Linked DNA regions of Sus scrofa: region 1 is linked to region 2. Evidence: chromatin contacts called from public Hi-C data. All regions are on one chromosome and are shown on one strand. The core of a region is the stretch at or near the end of the contact, and the rest is flanking DNA. Distances in the headings are between cores, read along the strand shown. Region 1 has its middle 5.3 kb from the start of SPATA3. Region 2 has its middle 23 kb from the start of ITM2C.

Region 1 (5,642 bases), core at 1,656-4,155, 150 kb before region 2:
ACAAAGTCGCAGCTCACTGTCCCAGGCTTATCCACCACCTCACTGCCACTGGGTCCAGCCTTAGCCAACCGTGAGCACCAGAGGCCTGGTGGACACAGCTCACTTTTCTGCATTTGTAGAAGCCCTTCTCCCTCCATCAAACCCCTCTCCCACTCTCTCAGAGCACTTCCCATTATCAAGATCCATCTCGGGGTTCCCATCGTGGCTCAGTGGTAACGAACCCAACTAGTAACCATGAGGACACAGGTTGGATCCCTGGCCTTGCTCAGTGGGTTAAGGATCTAGCACTGTCGTGAGCTGTGGTGTAGGTCGCAGTCGCAGCTCGGATCTGGCGTGGCTGTGGCATAGGCTGGCAGCTGCAGCTCTGACTGGACCCCTAGTCTGGGAACCTTCATATACCACCTTCATATACTTTTTAGGGTGCAGCCCTAAAAAGACCAAAAAAAAAAAAATCCATCTCAAGTGGACCCATCTCCCCCTAAAGCCTTTCTTGAGACTCCCGACCGGAAGTGATCTCTCCCTCTCTAAGCCCCAGACCACCTTCTGCATGGCTGCAGCATCATTTCTATCCTTGTCTCTCGCGAGTTCCCCACTTCCAGACTGTGGAGACCACGGAGGGCCAAAGTCCAGAGAAGGGGCTTGAAGCAAGCTGCTGGAAGGCAGGGTATGAGGACACAGAAGGCAGGGAACCGGTGAGGGCAGAGAGGGCGTGGCTGACCAGAGGAGGAACAAAGCACGTCGGAGCTGCGCCAGGAAGGGATGGGTTGGGATTTTCTGCCTTTGCTTGAGGATCCTGGTTGGAACAGTCCCCAGGCAAGAGCCTTTCCTAAGCAGGCATGCCAGCCATGGGGTCCCCTTGTTGACTCTTTAGGAGAGAGAGAAGAATGAGTCTAAAGGGATGCAAAATTCGGCAGTCAGGGTGAGGTCCTGACCAAAAAGTCCCTGACCCTCTGGATGCACCCTGGGCACCCAGAACAAGCCTGTCACTGCTCGTCCTGAAACTAGGATCTTAGAGCTGGGTGGCACCACAGATACCAACTGGCCCTTCACCTCCACATGTCAGGAGGGCAGCTAATCGGAAGAGAGGACATCTTGCTCTGGTGGCCTACAGAAGGGTGGCAGAGCCTCCAGTAACCGGGCTTTGGACCACTGCGCCCAGAGTATGCCCTTCCACTCTACCCCTGCCCCACGGAGGGGCTCTGGGAGACAGAGGCACTTGGAGCCCGTTTAAGAGCCCACCGCTGGGGCCCTCAAGCCCACAGAGTAACCTGCTGGGGCCACAGGCCTGGATCCCCTGATGGGAAAGATCTCAAGGGCTGCGGATAAGCACCTGACCACCAGTGGCTGCTCTAACCCAGCGTCTTCCTTAGAGGGTTGTTGTGAGGATACGTCTGGAAAAGCCCTTAGAGCAGCGTCTGGCTCGGGGGAGGCATGCGTTTTTTATTGCAGTTGTGATCCCTTGGAGGAGAAGACTAAAGAACCAAGCAAGGAGGAGGGGATGTGGCGAGGAGGGAACGGGCTCCCAAACTGCAAACTCCCAAATCCTTACTTTAGAAAGGCTTGATTATTAGGGGCAGTGGTCAAAGGGAAGGGAGTCGGGTCGGTAGGTGGGAGGTTTCAATACAAATTAATTAGCACATTTTGGGCCCGAGAGACACCTGGGGTGAGTCTAGGTCATCTTTACCCCCAACGGTGTAAGTGGAGGAGTGAGGACAGGGGACCGTGACATAGAGCATTTGTCCACTACTTGGGACCAGCGGGGTCAGGAGACTCCCTCCGTATTTAAAGTTTCCCACCCGGGGACACGCGGGGGCAACCTGGCGTTCCCACCCCCCGCCCTCGGGCCCCTCACCATCCGTCTGAGTCGCCCGATCCACGAGGGGGACGCAACCCCGTGCCGCGACCTTGCGCGCTCCGCAGGTGGCGCGCTGGATGTCCAGGGCGCCCTCCCGGCAGCTGGGGCGGAACACGGCCGTGTGCACCTCCACCGCGGGGCTGTGCGGGGCGAAGGCGCCGCACAGCAGGGCCTCCATACGGCGCCGCGCCTCCGCCTCCTCGTCGTGCCGTGGCTGCACGATGATCCCGACGAGCGCGACGGGCGGGCGGCGGTCCCGGGCGCGCACTTGCTGCAGGAGCAGCTGCAGCCGCGGCAGCTGCGAGCGCAGCGCGGACGCGCGGCACAGCACCAGGAGCAGCCGCGCGCGGGGCCCGGCCGACGTCCGCGGCTGCCTGGGGTTCTGGCAGTCGGACCCCGAGTCCTCCGCCGACTCGGAGCCCGAGGTCCCTGCCGCAGCCGGAGCCGGAGCCGCCTCGCACTTGCAGTCCCGCGGGTCCCTGGTCTTGCTGTGCTCCTGCGTGCAGCGCTGGGACTTGGCGGCCGGGCAGTCGGCGCATCTCCACGAGCTGTCTCGGGAGCGCTTGGGCTGCCGCCTGGAGCAGTTACTGGAGCTGCTGTGGCCGCTCGTGGCTCGAGTGGACGAGGGTCGGGCCGGCCGACCGGTCATGTCCTGCTCCAGAACGTTCTGCAGGGTTACGCAGCACTCATCCTGCTTCCAGAGCTCGCTCAGCAGCACTACCTGGCCGTGGCCCTCGATGGCCTGGACAGGCGCCTCTTGCTGAGGCTCGGCCTTCCCCTCCCCCGGGGCTCCGGAGGGCTGAGCCCCAGGCTCCATGTCCGGTCCGGCTCCCTTGTCCCTCTGGGCCCAGTCCTCCGATGGCCAAGGGAAATGCTGCCCTTCCCTGGAGCATGTCACAATACCCCTGGCGCCCTACCTCTTCCTGTCGTGACCAAGGGTCTCTGCCCGCTATTCCTTGGAAATTTTCCCATTTAGGCAGGTTGCTGCTGGGCGCCTGTGTAGTGCCGGCTGTGATTAGTTTCACTATCGTTTCGTATGTCTTTGGTGTCAAAAGCACAATCCCTTTATCCCATGGGTGGGCCGTTATGCCCAAGTCTCCAAATAAAATGGGTTTTTGTGCATTCGGGACGTTTAAAAAGCAGTAGACTGCACTTGGACGATTTGAAAAGCAGTGAGCAGCAGAGAGACTGGTTCTAGGTGACGGCACCCTAGTAGGCAGGTGGTACCCTGGCTCAGCCTGGCTGCTCCCTGAGTGATCTGGGAGTCGGAGTCCTGGGCTAGTATAGACTAATGGAGCTGCAAGAGATGGTTGGGGGTCCTCCAGTTCGTTTTCTATGGCTGTGCATTTGAAAAACACAGTCTTTCCTGCCTGTATTTCTCTTTTATGTCTCACATGGAACACTTCACTGCTGACAGTTCCGGGACCAAATATATGGTGTCCCCTCCATCCCCCCCGAAATTCTGTGTCCTACAGTTTTACTCAATTCTGCACTATCTAAAGAAAGTGTCAGGTCCCACAGGTTAAGGGCAATGTCCCTCAAGACTGCCCTCTGCTTCTCCCAGGCTGATCCCAAGTGCAGGTTGTCACCTGTGCTTCTGACTGATCAGCTGTAAATAGGAGATCCCCATGATCCCCTCTTCTGATTTGATTAATTTGCTAGAGCGGTTCACAGAACTCAGGAGAACACTTTACTTACTGCTCAGCGGTTTATTACAAAGGGATATGATGCAGGATACAGGTGAACATCCCGCTGGAAGGGAGGTAGTGGGCCAGGTATGTGGGGAGGGCTGTGGAGCTTCCATGCCCTGTGCAGGTGCATCAGTCTCCCTGCCCTTGTGTTTACCAGCCTGGAAGCGCTCCACACCCCCATACCACTGGGGGTTTGGGGGAGGCCTCCTTACACAGGCAAGACCAATTATTATTTCCATTTCCAGCACCTCTGCCCTCCTTTCTGTAGAATGTTCAATTATTAACTCCATTTCCAGACCCTCTGCCCTCTCTAGAGAATGGGCGGAGGGAGCTGGAAAATCCAAGCTTCTAATCATGGCTGGTCTTTCTGGTGACAAGCTCCCATCCAGGAGCCCACCCAGAGTGGTCTCCTTAGAACCAAAGACGCTTCTATCACCCAGGAAATTCCAAGGGCTCTAGAAGCGCAGACCCAGGAACCAGGGTCAAAGACCAAATAATAGAACAAAAGATGCTCTTAGTGCTCGTATCACTTAGGAAATTACAAGGGGCTCAGCAGCTCTGTGCCGAGAACCATGGAAGATATATTAATATAATCAATATAATATACTAAAGATTTAATATTTTAATATTATTAAGTATTAACAACACCAACTATTTATTATTATTAATATTATTGATATTAATATTTAATATATATATTTAAAATATATTTCCTCTAATAACTCACCAGACACCAGAGTTCTGTTAAAGTGCCAAGAAGGATCTTCAGGAAAACAAACTAAAACAAAAAGACATGAAAGCTCCTTCCCTTCCTGGCACATGAGGTGAGCAAAAAGCCCTGGGGAGGGAGGACAGGGGTCCCCGGGGTTGTCCTGGGAGCTCCAGTGACTGGAACTCAATGGCGGGGAAATTTTTTTCTTTTGTTAATGAAAAAGAAAAAAGGACTTTACCAGGTGGTTTAAAACTATCCTGAAAAATATAAAAATCCAAGACTCTGAAAAAGCAAGCTGCTCACCAGAAAAGCCTAAGCTGGAATCCCACTGAATGCTCCTGGAGCCCCAGGCCAGCGACCCTTGAAAGACCGGGTAAAGGCAGCAGGCCCCAGCAGCTTTGCAGCAGCAGGTTGGATGGTATTGGGGGACTCCTTCTTCCTCTGTCCTGGCTTTTCAGCCTTGGCCCCAAGAGACCCAGCTCACCCTCCATCTGGGAGGTGTTGCAGAGAACTGCAATGGTCAGTCAGGAATTCACTGGATGGCCTTTCTCTAGGATGCTTGGTCACTGTATTTTAAAATGATGCTTAAAAACAAACAAACAAAAACTTTCCCATTATGGCTCAGCAGGTTACAAACCCGACTAGTATCCATGACGATGTGGGTTTGATCCCTGGCCTCGCTCAGGGGGTTAAGGATCCAGAGTTGCTGTGGTTGTGATGTAGGGCGGCAGCTGCAGCTCAGATTCAGCCCCTGGCCTGGGAATTTCCATATGCTGAGGGTGCAGTCCTTAAAAAAAAATAATAAATGCTAATTTCATTTAGGATGAATCAGAGCTGCCAAACCCACCACACGGATGGACCTCAAGGTTTAGAATACTGTGGGAGGTAGAAGTCCTGACCTGGGCCTGGGCTTGATCTGTGCTTTTTATCTTTTTTTTTTTTTTTTCTTTTATGGTCACACCTGTGGCATATGGAAGTTCCCAGGCCAGTGGTTGGACTGGAGCTGCAGCTGTGGTCTACACCACAGCCATAGTGACACAGGATCTGAGCCGCATCTGCAGTCTATGCCACAGCTTAACCCACTGAGTGAGGCCAGGGATTGAACCCGAATCCTCACGGACACTATGTTGGGTTCTTAACCTGCTGAGCCACAATGGGAACTCCCTAAAAGAATTTAGATGGGGGACTTGAACCAGAAAGAGAACTATTACCAGAGATAACTTAAAAAAATCTGAGACTTACCTGCATGGCAGGGCAAACATCTGATTGCCAACCTTCTGCTCTTATCTTCCTGTGATTGGCCCTCCTCCTCTTTGGAGCCCCAGGTCCCCATGGCTTTCCTTAGCTCAGGATAGTATATAAGCCTCAGTTGCCTGACTGCATT
Region 2 (6,039 bases), core at 1,512-4,011:
TTTGTTATTTGTTTTCTGTATGTCTTTTTGTTCCTGTTTCTCAAATTACTCCTTCCTTTTGTGTTAAAGAAATATTTTTAGTATACCTTTTTAATTTTAATTTTTTTCTTTTTAGGGCTGCTCCTGCGGCATATGGAAGTTCCCAGGCTAGGGATCGAATCAGAGCTGTGGTCCAGCCTACACCACAGCCACAGCAATGCCAGATCCGAGCAACACCTGTGGCCTACACCGTGGCTCATAGCAACGTTAGATCCTTAACCCATTGATCGAGGCCAGGGATCAAATCTGTGTCCTCATGGATACCATGAGTTGGGTTCGTTACCACTGAGCCACAATGGAAACTCCAGTTTCAGATATTTTTGGTACATCTTTGGCTTCAGCTCTGGCAGAGCCTCAGAATCCAATCATGACAAGAATGTTTGGGATTATGCTGTTTTCTTTGACTTACCATCCTCTACCCTATTGCTGTTTTCTTGGCAAAACCCACAGGAGGAAACTTCTGGGCCAAGTGATATGTCCTTGTGTTTGGGGCTCTTCCAAGTGCATCACAGCCCACTCTGTTTCCCAAGATCTGGCTGATTTCCCCTTATCTTTGCAAGGAGCAAATCTTTGCAGGATTGCTCTCACTCAGACCAGGCTTCACCTCAAGGTTATGGAAGCTGCCTCAGTTTCCCTTTCGCTTATGAAAGCCTCAGTCCTCTTGGAAAGTCCATCAAGACGTCCTTGTGTCTATCATCTTTTTTGCTAGCTTCATGGAAACCTATTTTCATGATTTTGTTTTCCTTCTTCTTACCACAGGAATAAAGTCTTTTGTGACCTTCCAAACCGTGGCTGGAAGCAGAGGTCAAATCTGGACTTTCCACCGGGTGTGTTGAACTGTAGAATAAATAGGGTCGACCACTCTGTTTTACTGCTCTTTCAGTCCTGACCTCGTAGGGCTGTTGTGAGGATTAAATGAGCTGATGCACAGAGGCCCTCAGCCCCATGCCTGGCAGGCAGGCAGTGTTCAACAACCAGTAGTTAGAGTGGCGATGACAAAGCATGGTGGCCTTTGGAGGGGCAGGTGCTGGGATGTTCCTAGCACAGCAAATGTCAAGGAAGTGAATTTGCTTTTATCCATCAAACACTGGTGATGCCTCAAGACAAGGCAGAATTATTCTGAAGGACATTGTTAAAAATGTGACAGCTAATGGTTTTTCTGAGCAAATATTTATTGAGGGCCTACTATGTACTGGGCATGCTCCTAGGTCCTCATCCACATTGGCATGTTTCATCCTCATAGAAAGTCTAAGGAGGGGGGAGGGGGTCTTACGTCCCCCCCCCCAACATAGATAAGGAGATGAAGGAGAGAGGAAATGCATGTTCCTGCATTTTCACTTAAACTCCCATATGAACTTGACTTTGTGTTTTACACATTTTCAACATAGAGTAATATTTAAATTGACAGATCTTTTCACTGAGCGTTATTAAACCTCTGACCTTCACAAGTGCAGGTCTGGTGTTATGGATTATACCTGTGTGTCGCCCCCAAATTCATATGTTGAAGTCCTAGCCCCCAGTGTGACGGTGTTAGGAGGTGGGGGGGGTCCTTGGGGGGTGACTAGGTCATGAGGTGGAGTGTTCCCCAGTGGGATCAGTGCCCTTATAAAGGAGACCCAGAGAGCTCCTTCCCTGGCTTTCTGCGCGTCCGGATCCAGGGAGGGAGGGGACTTTCAGTAGTAAGAGGGCGCTCACCAGAACTCACCTGCTGGCATCCTGAGCTCAGACTTCCAGCCTCCAGAACTGTGAGAAATGCTATCTGTGAGCCACCCCGTCTCTAGAATTTTGTTATAACAGCCTGAACGGACCAAGACATCTGGGTCAAAGTCCAACATCCTACATGAGGGAAAAAGGATTTTCAGCCATACTGGCCCCAGTGGGCTTCCCCTCCACGTCAGGAAGCAGTCACTTTGGGGGGGTGTCCCTTGAACAGCCCACTCCCCTGTCCCACTGCCTGCTCCTGCTGTGCCTTGAACGCCTCCTGCAGCGGCTGGCAGGCTTCCTTTCCTAGAGTGGCGTTTGGACACATGGGACAGGAACCCCGGGGTGTGGCTGGATCGAACAAGGGTGAGTTCTTCTCACATCCGGGGTGGGATGTCCCGGCCTGGTCCGTGTCAGGAAGACACCAAGGATTCCGGATCTTTATCTCCTGCTCACCAATCTTCGAGCTGGGTGCTGTGCTCATGGGCCGAGGGGCTGACACGCGGGGAGCGGACGGATCCCATTCCCAGCTGCTTCCGGCTGCGTCTTGTGAGCGGCCCAGTGAACCTGGGACAGCAGGAGCAGCGGCCGGCGCTCGCGTGCTTCCCCGGGCCCAGCCCTGGTCCCCTCTGTGGTGCACCCACGCGGGCTGGTGCGGGAACCGTGCTCCCTCTCAGGCCTGTCTGCCTGCATCTCAGCAGGAAGGAGATTGCTGCCCCCGTGGCAGCGCGGGAAGCTGCTACCAGTCAGACTCAAAACCACCAGCCGTGCCAGCTGGGGAATGTCCTCCAAGTGGTGGGGGCACGTGGCCCTCGCGGACGGCAGGGAGGGCTGTCCCCATCGCCAGAGCCTGGGTCATCTTTAAGGCCGGTTCGTAGTTGCTCCAGCACAAGCTGTCAGCTTCGAGACCCAGGAGACCTCAAGTTCCCAGGGTGGGTGGGCAGCTGTCTCCCTCTTCAGCACGTCTGGGCACCCAGGCCCCACCGGCGGGGGCGGCAGCGGGGTTCTGTTTATTCCTCGGGTCAGAGAGAGGCGGCCGCAGGGTGTTTGCGGGGCGTCCAACAAAAGCGCTCCTTCCCCGGGGCGCTTGGCTGCCATCTGCTGGAGAACCGTTGCCATAACTCGATTAACCTGGCGAGCATCCGGATGGGAACGGCGCCCCCTAGAAATGTGCGGGTCCTGCCGCCCGGGGCGGGGGATGTAGCTCTCGCTGAGCCTCGAGGGAGGGCTGAGGACATAAAGGTGAGTGACAGCCTCCACTCGATTCCTGATCCGGAGAAGCTTCTGATTGGAGGGGATGCAGATGAGCTGTCACGGCGAGGGGCTGGCAACACACTGTGGCGCCCAGGATGGCTCTTCCGCTGAGCCCGGACCCGCGCCCTCTCTGGCTGGCCGTGCTGATGCCCCTCTGGGAGCTGGGTCCAGGCCTAACTCAGTCCTCTGGCCCCTGAGGCTGGTCCATTCCGCCGCCCAAGGCCCCAGGCCTCTCTAGTGGCCACAGCCTCCAGGGGTGGCCTCAATGAGCTTTCAGAGACCCCAGCCCCAGCCCCAGCCCCAGCCAGGCCCGGGCCCCTGCCTTCCCTTATCCTCAAACCCGAACACCTGCTGGTGCTTCTCTTCTTTACTCACTTGCCCGGCTAGGCCTCCCTGCAGCCCTTTCTGCCGCCAGCCCCAGGAGCTGGGTAACCTACACTTGGTTCTCAGCACCTGCAGCTGTCACCTGCCCTCTCTTGCTCCTCCAGGTGTGGTCCTGGGGCCCCAAGACCCTGGGAGCTTCTTAAAAGCAGAATCTCAGGCGCCACTCCAGACACTCTGGATCAGAATGAGCTTTTTATCTAGAACTGCACCTCCCCACCCCCAACCCCCTTCCCCACAAGCCAGGGTGGCACATTCATGGCAGGTTGGCAAGCTTCTCTGAGCCCTGCCTCAGAGTTCCTGTGACCTGTGAGGAAGGCGGCAGACAAACTGCCTCTTCTGCTGGGGGTTTAGTATAAACCGTAGGTTGGTCAAAGTGGGTGAGAGTCTGAGACCCCTTTTGCCATTGCTGCCTTCTCCCATCTGCTGCGGACAATTTTGGAGGAAGGCAGGCACGTAGAAGAGGATGCAGAGTAAGACTGAAGAAAAGAGATGCTGCCTGCCGGGTACACTTTTGGCTCTGCTTCTGACTGCTCTGTGGCCTTGGCTGAGTGGCTTAACCTCTCTGTGCCTCCATGGCCTCATCTATAAAATCAGGATACCAGAGGGCCTATATCCATGTGAGTGTTGTAAGGATTAAGTCAGCCCTTGTAAAACCCTTGATAATCACTCAGTCAATATTAATGAGGATTTTTGACAGTTAACAAAGAACCTTGAATGAATCTCTTGACACGGGTGCTTTACGAAGACTTAGATGGAGACAAGAAATATTTATCTGCCAGTTACCACAAAAATAAATTAAATCGATACTTACTCTGTGCTGCATCAGCATACACTTGAATTTCTATTTCCTAAGAAGGGCAACAAGCTTTCTCATAATTTTACAAGGCTTGTTATAATCATTCCAAGGATTTTGGACGCGAAACCTTGAGACTAAAGCATTGAAGCAGAACCAACAGGCTTCACTGTCGGCTGGATGGGTGGAGGAGGTGAGAGACAAGGTAAAGAATCAGGGTAGTTCCCATCGTGGCGCAACTGAAATGAATCCCACTAGGAATCATAAGGTTGCGGGTTCGATCCCTGGCCTCGCTCAGAGGGTTAAGGATCCGGCGTTGCTGTGAGCTGTGGTGTAGGTCACAGACATGGCTCGGATCCTGTGTGGCTGTGGTGTAGGCCAGCAGCTAAAGCTCCGATTTGACCCCAGCCTTGGAACTTCCATATGCTGTGGGTGCAGCTCTGAAAAGCAAAATAAGTAAAATAAAAAAAAAATAAAATAAAAAATCATTGCAATTCTCACTTAAAAAAAGAAAAAAAAAAAAAAAAAAAGGTAAGGAATCAGGGATGACTGGGGCTATTTTTTGGCTGTGTCCATGGCATGTGGAAGTTCCTGGGCCAGGGATCGAATGTGAGCCACAGCAGTGACCCAAGCCTTGGCAGCAACAACATCAGATCCTTAAACCACTGCACCACAAGAGAACTCCTGATTAGGACGATTGTTGAGCAACCAGAGCCCAGAGTCAGGGGGTTAGGGGTGGGGAGTGGGCCTGCGTGAGTTTAGGTTTGGACTTGGGGCATCTGGGGTTGCTGTTGGACAACCTCGTGCAGCAGCAAAGATGCTATGTGTCTCCTCGAATCCTGAGAACTTGAGTGGCCCCTGCAGTCAGCCACACCTCCCGGTGTATCCCCCACCCCCACCCCAGCCTTTTTTTTTTTTTTTTTTTTTTGCTTTTTTTTTAGGGCCACACCCTCAGCATATGGAAGTTTCCAGGCTAGGGGTTGAATCAGAGCTATAGCTGCCAGCCTACACCACAGCCACAGCAATCCAGGATTCCAGACCTGATGATGGAGGCCAGGGATTGAACCTACATCCTCATGGATACTAGTCGGGTTCCTTACCGCTGCGCCACAAAGGGAACTCCCCCTACCATTTTTTAAAGTCAGTTATTTTGCTTCCACCATTTTATTATGAAATGTTGTGAGCACACAGGAAATTGAAAGGATTTGCCAGGGGAAAATGGGAGAGGAGAGACAAAGCTCCCATGCAGAAAAATTCCAAGTTATACATGTAGATACTTGCTCTTTTTTTTTTTCTTTTTTTTTTTTTTTGGTCTTTTTGCCATTTTCTTGGGCCGCACCCTCGGCATATGGGAGGTTCCCAGGCTAGCGGTCTAATCGGAGCTGTAGCCGCTGGCCTACGCCACAGCCACAGCAACGCCGGATCCTTAACCCACTGAGCGAGGCCAGGGATCGAACCCGCAACCTCATGGTTCCCGGTCGGATTCGTTAACCACTGAGCCACAACGGGAACTCCAGATTCCTGCTCTTAAGGAGACGAAGCCTAAGCCCCATGAGTGGTTTGCGCTACTCACAGGGACTCCTTCCTAAGAGGACAGAACCGAAAGAGGGAAGATGAAAGAGCGGCTTTACAGTGGGGAAACCTGACAACACTACCTCAGCCAGGTGATCAAGGTCAAGGTTGACAGGGCTGTGTCCTGTGGTGGCGTATGTCCCTGATGTGGTGTGAGGATGGTGGCTGGCAATCGTGTGGTCTTCCTCCTCTAAGCCCATCCTCTCGTTAGAATCACGAGGAAAACATGAGACAAATCTCACTATGGGAGATTCTACAAAATGCCTGACCAGTACTCCTCAAAACTGTCATCAAAA

The links. A called contact is a pair of places that touch in the nucleus more often than the background predicts.
Region 1: a Hi-C map of retroperitoneal adipose tissue shows a contact between it and region 2, with 2.0 times the contacts expected there. The contact joins two enhancer-like sites. A contact is called at or near these places in 1 of 5 promoter capture datasets (fetal skeletal muscle), 24 of 47 Hi-C or Micro-C datasets (adipocytes, alveolar macrophages, blood and 15 more) and 1 of 2 datasets of contacts at active chromatin or transcription factors (alveolar macrophages).

What each region holds. Positions count from the first base shown.
Region 1 is chr15:131,735,399-131,741,040 of Sscrofa11.1, reverse strand. No RefSeq gene overlaps it. Among named protein-coding and RNA genes, the nearest start is that of SPATA3, 5.3 kb to the left of the region's middle. Within about 2 kb of position 2,905, at least 12 of the 83 cell types and tissues checked have an H3K27ac peak or open chromatin away from gene starts, as enhancers often do. A contact at or near this core is called in retroperitoneal adipose tissue and undifferentiated spermatogonia, where this site is marked.
Region 2 is chr15:131,588,888-131,594,926 of Sscrofa11.1, reverse strand. No RefSeq gene overlaps it. Among named protein-coding and RNA genes, the nearest start is that of ITM2C, 23 kb to the left of the region's middle. Within about 2 kb of position 2,761, at least 18 of the 83 cell types and tissues checked have an H3K27ac peak or open chromatin away from gene starts, as enhancers often do. A contact at or near this core is called in retroperitoneal adipose tissue and undifferentiated spermatogonia, where this site is marked.